2 separate regions of the Bos taurus genome follow, and region 2 is linked to region 1. The links are chromatin contacts, called in public Hi-C maps. All regions are on one chromosome and are shown on one strand. The core of a region is the stretch at or near the end of the contact, and the rest is flanking DNA. Distances in the headings are between cores, read along the strand shown.

The links. Hi-C and Micro-C count contacts between places; a contact is called where the count stands out from the background.
Region 2: a contact with region 1 is called in a Hi-C map of skeletal muscle, with 2.5 times the contacts expected there. The contact joins the enhancer-like site here to the promoter of IDH3A in region 1. A contact is called at or near these places in 2 of 11 Hi-C or Micro-C datasets (skeletal muscle and skin fibroblasts).

Annotation. Positions count from the first base shown.
Region 1 is chr21:30,536,001-30,541,514 of ARS-UCD2.0, reverse strand. It overlaps IDH3A (isocitrate dehydrogenase (NAD(+)) 3 catalytic subunit alpha), which reads right to left and starts at 3,178. Exons shown (of 11, transcript NM_174644.2): 1 at 3,110-3,178. The coding sequence starts at 3,136.
Region 2 is chr21:30,573,312-30,578,825 of ARS-UCD2.0, reverse strand. It overlaps ACSBG1 (acyl-CoA synthetase bubblegum family member 1), which reads left to right. Exons shown (of 14, transcript NM_001024548.1): 3 at 5,216-5,436. Among named protein-coding and RNA genes, the nearest start is that of IDH3A, 38 kb to the right of the region's middle. Within about 2 kb of position 3,270, at least 16 of the 102 cell types and tissues checked have an H3K27ac peak or open chromatin away from gene starts, as enhancers often do. A contact at or near this core is called in skeletal muscle, where this site is marked.

The DNA of each region.
Region 1 (5,514 bases), core at 1,929-4,428:
AATTCATTAAAAGTTTTAAAGGTTAACTTTTTTTCATGCTAGATACATGAGCAAAGATACATTTGTTATATCCTTAGTCTTCCTTTTGGGGGACAGTTCTTATAAGTCCTGAACCTTTGGCTGTAATATCAGCATGTAGTAAAGTGACACTAACGGCCAAGGAGCTGAGAACAGGTTGTATCCTCTAACCCAGCAACTAGTTATCTCTCTGGACTGAAAATAAAATAAAAGATAGGGCATGACCCCAAAGAATACGCTATGCCAAAACTACTGGCCAAAAACTCAGCCCTAGAGCGTGGTTCATCCACCAGCGAATGGGCTATTGGAAGGAAGGGAGACCACTTTAAGGCTATGTTATAAAATCTGCGTGGGTCATTCTCCCCACCCTTCAAAAAGAGACAAAAAACATTCACTCAAAACAGGCCCATGTCTTTGTGGCAAAAGACCCAACCAAACTAACTGATTTAAAATGTAAATCCACAAGGCAAAGATTTTCATGTTTTGTTCACTGCTTTTCCATCTCCAGTACCTAGAAAGTGCCTGGTTCATAGTAGGTGCTCAGAATACTTTTGGAAAAACTGAATCCAGTCTCAAGTATCGCCCTATCTGATGAGTTCCCAGCCACTCCAGCAAACAGCTTCAATACTTGCAATAGCTTTCTCTTAACAACCTGTCTTTTCCATATTTGTCATCTCTCCTTTGTGACCTTAAAAGTAAGGCAGTACTGCATCTAAATCACCCAGAACTTAAAGTAAAACAAGATTTTTTAAAGCACAGACTGTCTTCTACTTTATATTGTACTTGTATAATATACATACATAGTTATATGTATTATATACATATATTACATCATTTTATTTTTTATAAAACCTGGGGAGATTGTATTAGTAGCCCTTTTCAGGTAAGGAGACCAAGACCAGGCTCACAGAATATGGACTGAACCTGTGACTTCACACATAGCACCTCATTTCCTTTTTTACCTTCATCCTCCAACTTAAAAACATATAAATACACTCTTGAAAGTATGACAGGTACTCAATAAAAGCCTGCTAATGGGAAACTGCCTCATTATAATTATAGAATTTTAGAGCCAGAAAGGTCTTTAGAAACCCTTTAATTTTCTCTAAATAAACCTTCTTTAGAAAAAAAAAAAAAATATATATATATATATATGTATAAGCTTATACAGATCTTTTTCAAATAGAACCTGAAATGGAACTCTTAATAGAGGACTTATTTTGACTGAAACTCACAACCCAGCTCAGCATCCTGGGACGTCAACTTCAGAGGCACTGCCTACTCCAGTCCCTAAAGGGAGCATCCAAGGCACCACCTACTCCACTCCCTAAAGGGAGAAACTGGACCACAAAGGTCAAATGACTGCCAGAGGTCAAATGACTGCCAAAGGTCACACTGGGAGTCCATGTCAGAGAACCTCATCATCTGATTCCACAACCCAACACTTTCTGAATACCTACTGCATAGTTTTTTCCTTAGAGACCACACTAAGGGAAAAACAAATTTACTAGCACTTTACTAGCTGTTTTAGTCTCTCATTCTGAACTCTTATGTATCGATCAAAGATAATTAGGTGTTAGGTGTAAGGTCAGTGATTGAAGGATTGACTTCTTTTTAGACAATGACACAGAAGTTGCTTTACCTTAAGGAGTGAATGTGAAATAAGTTACCATTACACACAAGCCCAGGTCTGAAGAGGGTAACAAAGCAGAACCCAGTTAGTAAATAAAATGCGGCTACTGATGCCCAACTGTCTGCTTGAAGGCTGTAAGATAAGTATGTTGACAGGTAGGAGAGCTTCAGACTTTTGTGTTGCTCCTATATGTATTAGGTGCTCTCACATTATTTTATTCAATCCTCAACAACTCTGTGAAGCAAGTATAGATATTTTACAGATAGCTTATTAAGACTCACAAATGTTAAGTAATTTGCTCAGGGTCACATGGCCAGTCGGTGGCATTGCCAAGATTTAAACCTAAGTCTCCTAAATTCCGGTGTAGAGCACTTTTCACTAAATTAAATGTATGCAAACCTCACTTTAAACTCAAAGCAAGGGAGAAATACAGTATCAAATTTTCTGGAGAAAAAATTAAACTGCTTATGGTAGGTTTTTAGGGGATCATTCTCTAAAAGCAACAGGAGACCTGAGGGCCCATTTTTCCCTCTGCCTATAATTTGTTGTCTGACCTTGACCACAGACAGAGCAGGCAAAATGGGACTTGGAACTGGTAATCCTGAGACACCTGAGTTCCTCTTCCAGTTCTGGCAGGGATTTCCTGTGTGACCTTGAGCAATTACGTTTTCAGGCAAAGTTAGTTCCACTGAGGAACCAAGGAACTGCAGACGGTCTGCAACCCTTTCCAGCTCTGGCAGGCATCCCAGCTGTCAAGGTGAGATCACAGGACTCTCACCAACATAAGGTAAAGGAAAGGCGTTGCTGGTCTCCCTCTCCCAGTCTCTGGGTGCTCAGGTTCCAAGGTGCAACGTGTCCCGTGTCCTTTGAAGGGGAAATAGCTACAACAGCAGACTGGGAAGCGCTCCAAGGGAGAAAAAAATCTGGCAGGAAAATGACCCCGGGATTCCCTCACCTGAGAAAACCTCTCAAGCCCAACGCACGTGCCGGTGGCTAGGGAGGTTACCCGGCCGGGGCCTGAGTAGAGACCGGGGGAAGGCCCGGGTCGTGCTGAGGCGGACTCTGCGCGATCAGCAGGCTGCAGGGCCGCAGCTTCGGAAATAGCCGGGATGGTGGAGCCTGGTCGGCGACTCTGGTGACCTTCCCCGGCTCCGCGCGAGGCCTGGGCTCCGGCCGGGACAGATGCCGGCGGTAGCACTGGGGTCTCATCGGGAACAGGACCGGCGCTCCCCGCCTTGACCTTGATGCTGTCCCCGCTCCAGGCGCGACCTTCCGGGAGCGGGGCTGCCTACACACCGCCTGCGGGCCACCGAGCCAGGCGCACGGGCGGCCGGGACCGGCTCCCTGTCTGTTCCCAGCCAGTCGCGCGCCGCCGTCTTCCCATCGGGGCCCGCGCGCCAGCCCCCGCCCAGCACCCAGCACGCCCGCCAGCCACATGCGGGCCTGCCCGGAGCTCACCTTGGAGATCCACGCGGGCCCTGCCATCGCGTCCACTCCTCTCACCCCGGCGACAGCGGCGGCAGTAGTGCGCAGCCGCCCAGCCAGCGTCTGGAGCCCGCCCCCTCTTGGCCCCGCCCCCTGGAAGCCCCACCCCGCGAGTTCGCGTAGGGGATTTTCCGAGCACCCTCCTGGTCCGGGCCCTGGACAACCGGCTCCGCTGGCCAATCGCCGTGCTCGTCTCGCGGCGGCGGGCAGAGCAGCGACCCGGAAGCTGCTGGCGGGGATCTCTGGCCAGAGTCCTTCCTCTGCCGCTTCATTCATAGATTTCAGTGTTTAGGTGGGCTGTTTGTTCCGCGTCTACTGGATGCCAGTCACTCTTATGGATTTAGAGGATAGAGCTTCTCTTACGGAGTTTACAACCTCAGGGAGGGAGATAGATCATTTACTCGTTTCACAAATGTTTTATTATTTTAACAGCTTTATTGAGGTATAACGTATACGTATAACATATACAATAAAATTCACTGGCTGTAATTTCGCAGTAATTTTCAATAAATGTAAGCACTTGCACAAGCATCACCACAATCCAGTTTTCCAACCTGTGAAAATGCTCCTTGTGCCTATTAGCTGTCAGCCCAGCTTCCCATCCCACGTCCCAGCAACTACCGATCTACTTTCTGTCTTCAAAGCTCTAAACATATTTCTGAGTGCCGCCTAGTTACCAGGCACTGTTCTCAATGGTAATTTTACAGTCCAGTAGAAAAGACAGACGCCAATCAAGTATGACAGAAATATGTAAATGAAAACTGTGATAAGTATCAGAAAGGGAAGGCGCAAGGAGCAATGAGAAGGTAAAATCAGGGGACTTGATTCAAATCTAAGAAAGAGGGAAGAGGAAATAACGTCATATTCCCCTCCCTCCTCATCTTCTCAGCAACCAGAGTCCTGAAGCTCTGCTGATCACAGGTCCCATATTTGGGTGTCAGGGTGATTTAGACCAAGTCTTCCCACACCACACCCTGAAAAAGGTTCTTTCCAGAGAAGAGCTACCCATCTACCTAGGGAAGTGGTGAATTAGATGCACAAGTGATGCCAGTGGCTTTGATGAGGTAACAAAGTACTGCTAAGTCTGTGGCTTCATCAGGATACAGGGACCTCATCACTCTCTTCTTGGCCTTTGCTCTCATCAGGCCCTGGCAGTTCCCCTCTAAGGTGTTCTCCACAGTGCCCCTCCACTCCACCCCCACTGCCATCATTGCCCTCCTTCAGGACTGACCATCTCATGTCCAGACAACCGCAGCAGCCTCCTCCCCCGACAACCTGCCCCTTCCAATCTTTTCTCCACACAGTCCTCTCCTTCTCTCACAGCTCTGACCACAGCCCATGCCGCCCTAACACCTCTTGGCTCTCCCATTCATCTCTCACCACCGTCTTTTATTCAGCTGTATTTCCTGTCACTCCGTCCAGCCCCAAAGTCCTGGACTGCCCGCCAAGTAGGGCTCCTGGCCAGCCCACAAATGCTTCCCATATTTTACCCGCACTATGCTCATGCCGTTCCCTCTGCTTGAATGCTCTTTGTGCCATTTCCACCTGTTGACATTCCAGTCACTCGTCAAGACTCAGTTCGGATGTTGATTCCTTTGGGAAGCCCCTCAGACTCACGCATGTGTTCCTTCTCCGTACCTAGAGCCAGTAGAACTTGGTTCCCACCTCTTCCAGGAACTTTATCGCTTTCTCCCCTGCTGTGTACCACTGAAGAGCCTCCTCAAGCTCAGAGACAGCCTGTTATGTCTTTGTTTCTGGAATATAGACTGAAACTACTTGCTGCTCATTGATGGAAAAACAAAATGTGAAATGATTTTCTCCAAGGTCTATTTAATCCTCACAACAGTCCCGTAGGAAAACTGAGGTATAGCTAGTAAGTGATGATGCTGACATTGTACTAGGATGCTTCCTAATTACCAAGGCAGTTCTCCTCACGGTTAAACTACCCCTGGGAAGGAGGGTCATTCACCTCACCAGATCCTTCCTAAGTGGAGTCCCTCTCAGGTGCACTGTGAAGACAAGGGAATGAATCAGCCCCAGCCGTGCCCTTGGAGTCTAGTGAGTGAGAAACACAGAAGAGATTCAGCCAGGTGCTCTAACAGTTTGGGGAGGGGGTGCAGTGGAGGGCGAGAGGGGGTGTTGATTGGGGAAGATTCCACTGCGGAGATGGCATTTGAATCGTCCTTGAAGAGACTGACGGCTTCCCTGGTAGCTCAGATGGGATCTCAAAGAGCCGGACAGGACTGAGCAACTAACACTTTCACTTTCACTTTGAAGAGATTGAAAAGGTCAGCAGCCTGAGATGGGGCCCTGAGGAAAGACCAGGGCCAGCCAAGACTTTGAGGCAGAAAAGTGACAAATCCTTGGAAGCTCAGGCT
Region 2 (5,514 bases), core at 2,021-4,520, 37 kb before region 1:
TCCAGGGGATCTTTCCAACCCAGGGATCCAACCAAGGTCTCCTGCATTTCAGGCAGATTCTCTACCACCTGAGCTAAAAAAAAAAAAAATACAAAAACCCAATGCAGCAAAAAGACAGAACCATGTATTCTGTGGGAGAAAAGGAACCAAATAAAGGAACTTTATCCAAAATAGCCATCAAAATTTAAGTGCTTTTTTCTTCAGATGCAGTAAACCCACTTCTAGAAATCCATCCTTAGGACAGCCTAGAACAGGGCTGAAAGCTGGAAATCACTTGAGTATCTTTCAGTGGGGAGGCTGTTATGATATGTACATTATGTTATGAAATTGATATGGCCAATGGAGTATTATGTAGCCACACACAACGAGGGAGAGAAAGATTTTTTTTAAGTTAAAATCTTTTGTTTTACTAGATTTTTTAAATTTAATATTAATTTATTTGGCTGCACCGGGTCTTAGTTGCAGCCCTTGGGATATTTCACTGTGATAGGTGGACTCTCTCGCTGCAGCTCGCCAGATTAGTTGCTCTGCAGTACATGGGAATCTTAGTTCCCTGACCAAGGATTGACCCCATATCCCCTGCATTGCAAGGCAGATTCTTAACCACTGGACCACCAGGGAAGTCCAGAGAGATAGATACTAATGTCGCAAAAGCTAAAGATGGATGATTTGGATAATGATAATGTTTGATTGGGTCCATATAACATTTTTTAAAATGTGAGCAACATTAAAAAATCAAGTGATTGTACTTTAACACCCAGATTTCAGGTAGCTCTTGGTTTCCATTCCTCCTGGGCACCAAATCCTAGAGCCAAGGAGCAGCTGCCCTCTTTAGAGGCTTGTATCCCCCTGCCAGTCTCCGCTACTCCCTGTTACCTCCCTGGCCCTGAGTCTGGGGTCGGGACAATGGTCACTGCCCTTGTATTACAGCTTCCCTTAGCGAAATATTGCACAATTCTCTGTTTTTGTCAAAAACAGAGAAACAAAAGGCAGACTACAGGAGCCATGTGTCTCAAAGAAAATGGGAGGGAGCCTATTTCTTTGTGAAAAGCAAGACTGTGCCTCTGAGTTTCACTTGCAAATCCTGGGGCAATTCATTTATTTATTGTTTAGTATTATACATTATTTATTATTGATGTTGATACATTACCCACCTGCCCCCTGTTGGCATTTTGGGTTTGCTACCCTTGATTACTTTACCCTGAGTAAAGTTGCTCAGTAATGTCCGACTCTTTGAGACCCCATGGACTGTAACCTACCAGGCTCCTCTGTCCATGGAATTTTCCAGACAAGAGTCCTGGAGTGGGTTGCCATTTCCTTCTCCATGGGATTTTCCTGACCTAGGGATCGAACCCGGATCTCCAGCATTGCAGACAGACGCTTTACCGTCTGAGCCACCAGGGAAGACCCTTTACCCTTGATTAATACAATAGTAACATGATTCTTTTTTTTCCCCCTTTGGTTAAAAAGATAACAGCCACAAAGTTAAAATGAATTCCTTGTACATATATTTGTATACACAGTGCGTGTGTGTGTGCTCAGTCGCTTCAGTCGTGTCTGACTCTGTGCGACCCCATGGACTGCAGCTGCCAGGCTCCTCTATCCATGGGATTCTCCAGGCAAGAATACTGGAGTGGGTTGCCATTCTCTTCTCCAGGGGATCTTCCCAACCCTGGGATTGAACCCACGTCTCTTAGGTCTCCTGCATTGGGAGCCGGGTTCTTTACCACTAGCATCACCTAGGAAGCCCCTGTATACGCAGGACACACACCAAATGACAACAGTGATTACCTAGACTTAAGGAAGACCTATCCATTTTTATTTTATGTACTTCTAACGTTTCCTGTTTCTTAGAACAAACATATAGTTTTGTAATTTTTTAAAAAAAAGGTTCACTTAAAAATTGATAAGTGAAAACTTTTGGCTGAGCGAAACTTTCACAAGAGGTTGTAAGACTTATCTCTCATTATCTTGGCAAGCCTGGGGGAACAGGTAAATGTAGTGGAACCTGAGCAACTAGAACGCCCACAGGAAAATATACCTTTTCTGTCCTAAGCACCAAGAAGAACCTGTACTAGGGAAGGGAAGACAGCTACCAGCTACTGGAAAGTGATTGCCAGACTCTGGGCACTCTGGTTGGGCTACCTTACAGAATTCTCGTGCCAATTTGGGGGGTGGTGTTAGCATTCTTCCTCCTTTTTTTTTTTTTCTGGCTGTATCTCATGTCTTGTGGGATTCCCAACCAGGGATCGAACCAGGGCCCTTGGCAATGAAAGTGCAGAGTCCTAACCAGTAGACCACCAGGGAATTTCATTTCCTCCCATCTTTCCATTTTTAAAAGCAGTTTTGTTCAGGTGTACATTTGCCCTTTGTAAATGCAATGATTTTTCACTTTTTCATTGAAAAAAGTCACCTTTTCAATGATTTTTTAGCAAATTTGCAAATGTACCAGCCTCATTGCAATTCAATTTTAGAACATTTCCATCACCCCAAAAAGACCCTTGATGCAAATTTGTGGTCACTCCCCATTCCCAAGTCCCAGGCTACCACTCATCTGCTTTCTATCATTTCCACCTTTTCTGGACGTATCATAGAAATGAAATCAGACAATATGTGGTCCTTTTGGCTTCTTTCACCAGATATGTTTTGAGTTTCATTCATGGTGTGGCCTGTATCAGCACTTTGTTCCTTTGTAGAGCCAAATAGTGTCCAGTTGATGGACATTTGTTGTTTCCACCTCTTGACTGCTGTAACTCACGCTGCTATGAATGTTCCTGTTCAAGTCTTTGTGGGGTACGTACTTTCATTTCTTGCTGGGTTGTATAGTAGATTTACGTTTAACTTTTTAAGAAACTGCCTAACTGTCTACCATCATGGCTGCACCATTTTATATTCCTGCCACCTGTATGAGGCTCTGGTCTCTCTTGCCAGCCCTTTGCGCTTGAAGACTATTCGAATGGAGCTGGGAGGAGAAAGACTTGCCAAAGTCACGCAACAGGGAATGGCAGAACGGAATTTGAACCCAGGTTGACCTGACTCTACAGGCTGTGTCTTTACCCTGGTCTGCTCATGTGAGCAGACTTGCACAAAGTGCAGGGGTTGGAGACTGTAAAGAGGTTGATCTCTGGGGTCTGCCAGGCTGGGGTTCCAGGAAGAAGAACCTGGAAGAAGGGGCTTGGAGAAGTCTAAGGAGCAATTGGAGAGGGCTCCTCAGCAGGCGCTGACTCAAACCTCCACTAGGGGGCGTGGGGGTCCAGCAGCGGCTGGTGATGGGCCTCTGCAGAGAAGGCAGCCATGGATGCCAGCCAGCCTGGTCTTGGCCTTCAACAGTACACACTGCCTGGCACTGGGTGACCTTCTCTCTGCCCTAGCCTGCATTTCCAAGCAGCCATGCCCCTGCCCCAGACATTCTGTTTTCCTATTTGGGCCTGGATATGTCCCCTTTTTGGAGAAGGCAATGAGCCTGGTAGGCTGCAGTCCATGGGGTCGCTAAAAGTCGGACACGACTGAGGGACTTCACTTTCACTTTTCACTTCGCTGCATTGGAGAAGGAAATGGCAACCCACTCCAGTATTCTTGCCTGGAGAATCCCAGGGACTGGGGAGCCTGGTGGGCTGCAGTCCATGGGGTCGCACAGAGTCGGACACGATTGACGTGACTTAGCAGCATGTCCCCTTTTAATGGCTTCTCTGATGGCTCAGTGGGTAAAGAATCCATCTGCAATGCAGGAGACACAGGAGACGTGGGTTCAATCCCTGGGTCGGGAAGGTTGCCTGGAGGAGGAAATGGCAACCCACTCCAGTATTCTTTCCTGGAGAATTCCATGGACAAAGGAGCCTGGCGGGCTACAGCCCAAAGGGTCCCCAAGATTCAGACGCGATGGAGCAACTAAGCACGCATGTATGTCCCCTGTTCCCCGTCCCTGGCCTCCATGGGAGGAAGGGTGGGCTCTTCTGTCCCAGCCCCAGGGCCTCCACCTCTTTCTGCCAACTCCAGGGTTCACATGAAACCCTAGAGTATTGAAGGAAGAGACAAGGTCCATCTGCTGGCTGCCTCAGAACCGTCTGTCATACAGCTCACTGTTGGTCTTGGCTCCAGATGGAAGTCCAAGGAAGTGGGACCTCTCCCTCTCAGAGCGGGTTGGCCAGCAGGTGGCGCCGTAGCCCCTGTGGTCCCCACTCCCTCACCGGTGACTCACCGTAGAATGACTGCTCTGGCCCCAGAAGGCAGCCCCATGGACAAGTGTCTAGACCACCCAACCCCTTTGCAAATGATCCGGAAAAAGGGAGGAAGAACAAGGTGTGCATTTATTGGGCACCAACTACATGCTGAAGCTCTTTCATTCTTTTGACCCTCATAACATCCCTGAGAACTAAACCCTCAGCTTTCCCCTGAGAAAACAGACTCAGAGGTCAAATAGCTCACCCCACATCTCACGGACGAGATGGTAAAGCTCTGTTTCATCTATCGCACTCAGTAAACTTAATGGGTAGGTGGTGCCCGGGACAGTGTCAGGCATGCCTTTCCCACTGTGTGACATGGGGGAAATGACTGAGCCTCGCTGAGCTGCAGCTGCCCCATCTGTAAAAGGGGGCTACCAGACCCATGTTGTGCAGATGAGATGAGATCCCCACGTGAGGGTTTCACATGGGGCCTGGCCCTGGCAGGGATGAGCAAAGAGATGGTTAGATTATCTCGTGGGACTGGGAAATTTTCCAGGCTAGTGATCAGAGCCGGCTAGTTTCCAGTCTCCTCTAGCCCCCTGGAAGTGTTGCTATTTTTGATGTTTTGATCTTCTGCCATTTGGGTCTGTCCCCAACCACTTCTCAGGAGACAGAGGAAGGGTAGAAACCCCAGAGGATCCGAGAGTCCTGCTCTTCTGGGCAACCCCCACATCCACTGCTGACTACCCAGCCTCTGGGGGCAAATTCCAGCTGGCATGATGGACCCTAGCAGAAAAATGTCTAGGGTCCCCAAGGCCTCCTTCTGCCCTCCCTCTTCATTGCTGCCTCCCTAGAGCCTTGCCCATCCTTCAGGGCCGTCAGGCATCCCCCTCCAGGCAGCCTCCTCACCAGTCTGCCAGCCCTTGTGGCTCAGTGCTCAAGGCGTTGTGGGAACCAGAGGCCTGGGAGCTCTGCCCAGGGAAGGAGCAAGAGTCCCCTGGGGACAAGCCCTGGCTGGCACAATGCAAGCTGTGGTCTCCCTGACCCTGCAGAGGAGGCGCTATGGACGACTCGGGCCGACGGGCGCGTCCGCCTACGCATAGACCCCATCTGCTCGCAGACTCCCCGCACTGTTCATCAGATGTTCTCCACGACTCTGGACAAGTATGGGGACCTCAGTGCTATGGGCTTCAAGAGGCAGGGCACGTGGGAACACATCTCCTACACCCAGTACTACCTGCTGGCCCGCAAAGCTGCCAAGGGCTTCCTGAAGGTGAGGAAGCCGCCCAAGGCCTGACCTCAGTTCTGGCCTTCACAGACCTCCTTCCGATACCCCACTGGACAAGCCCTT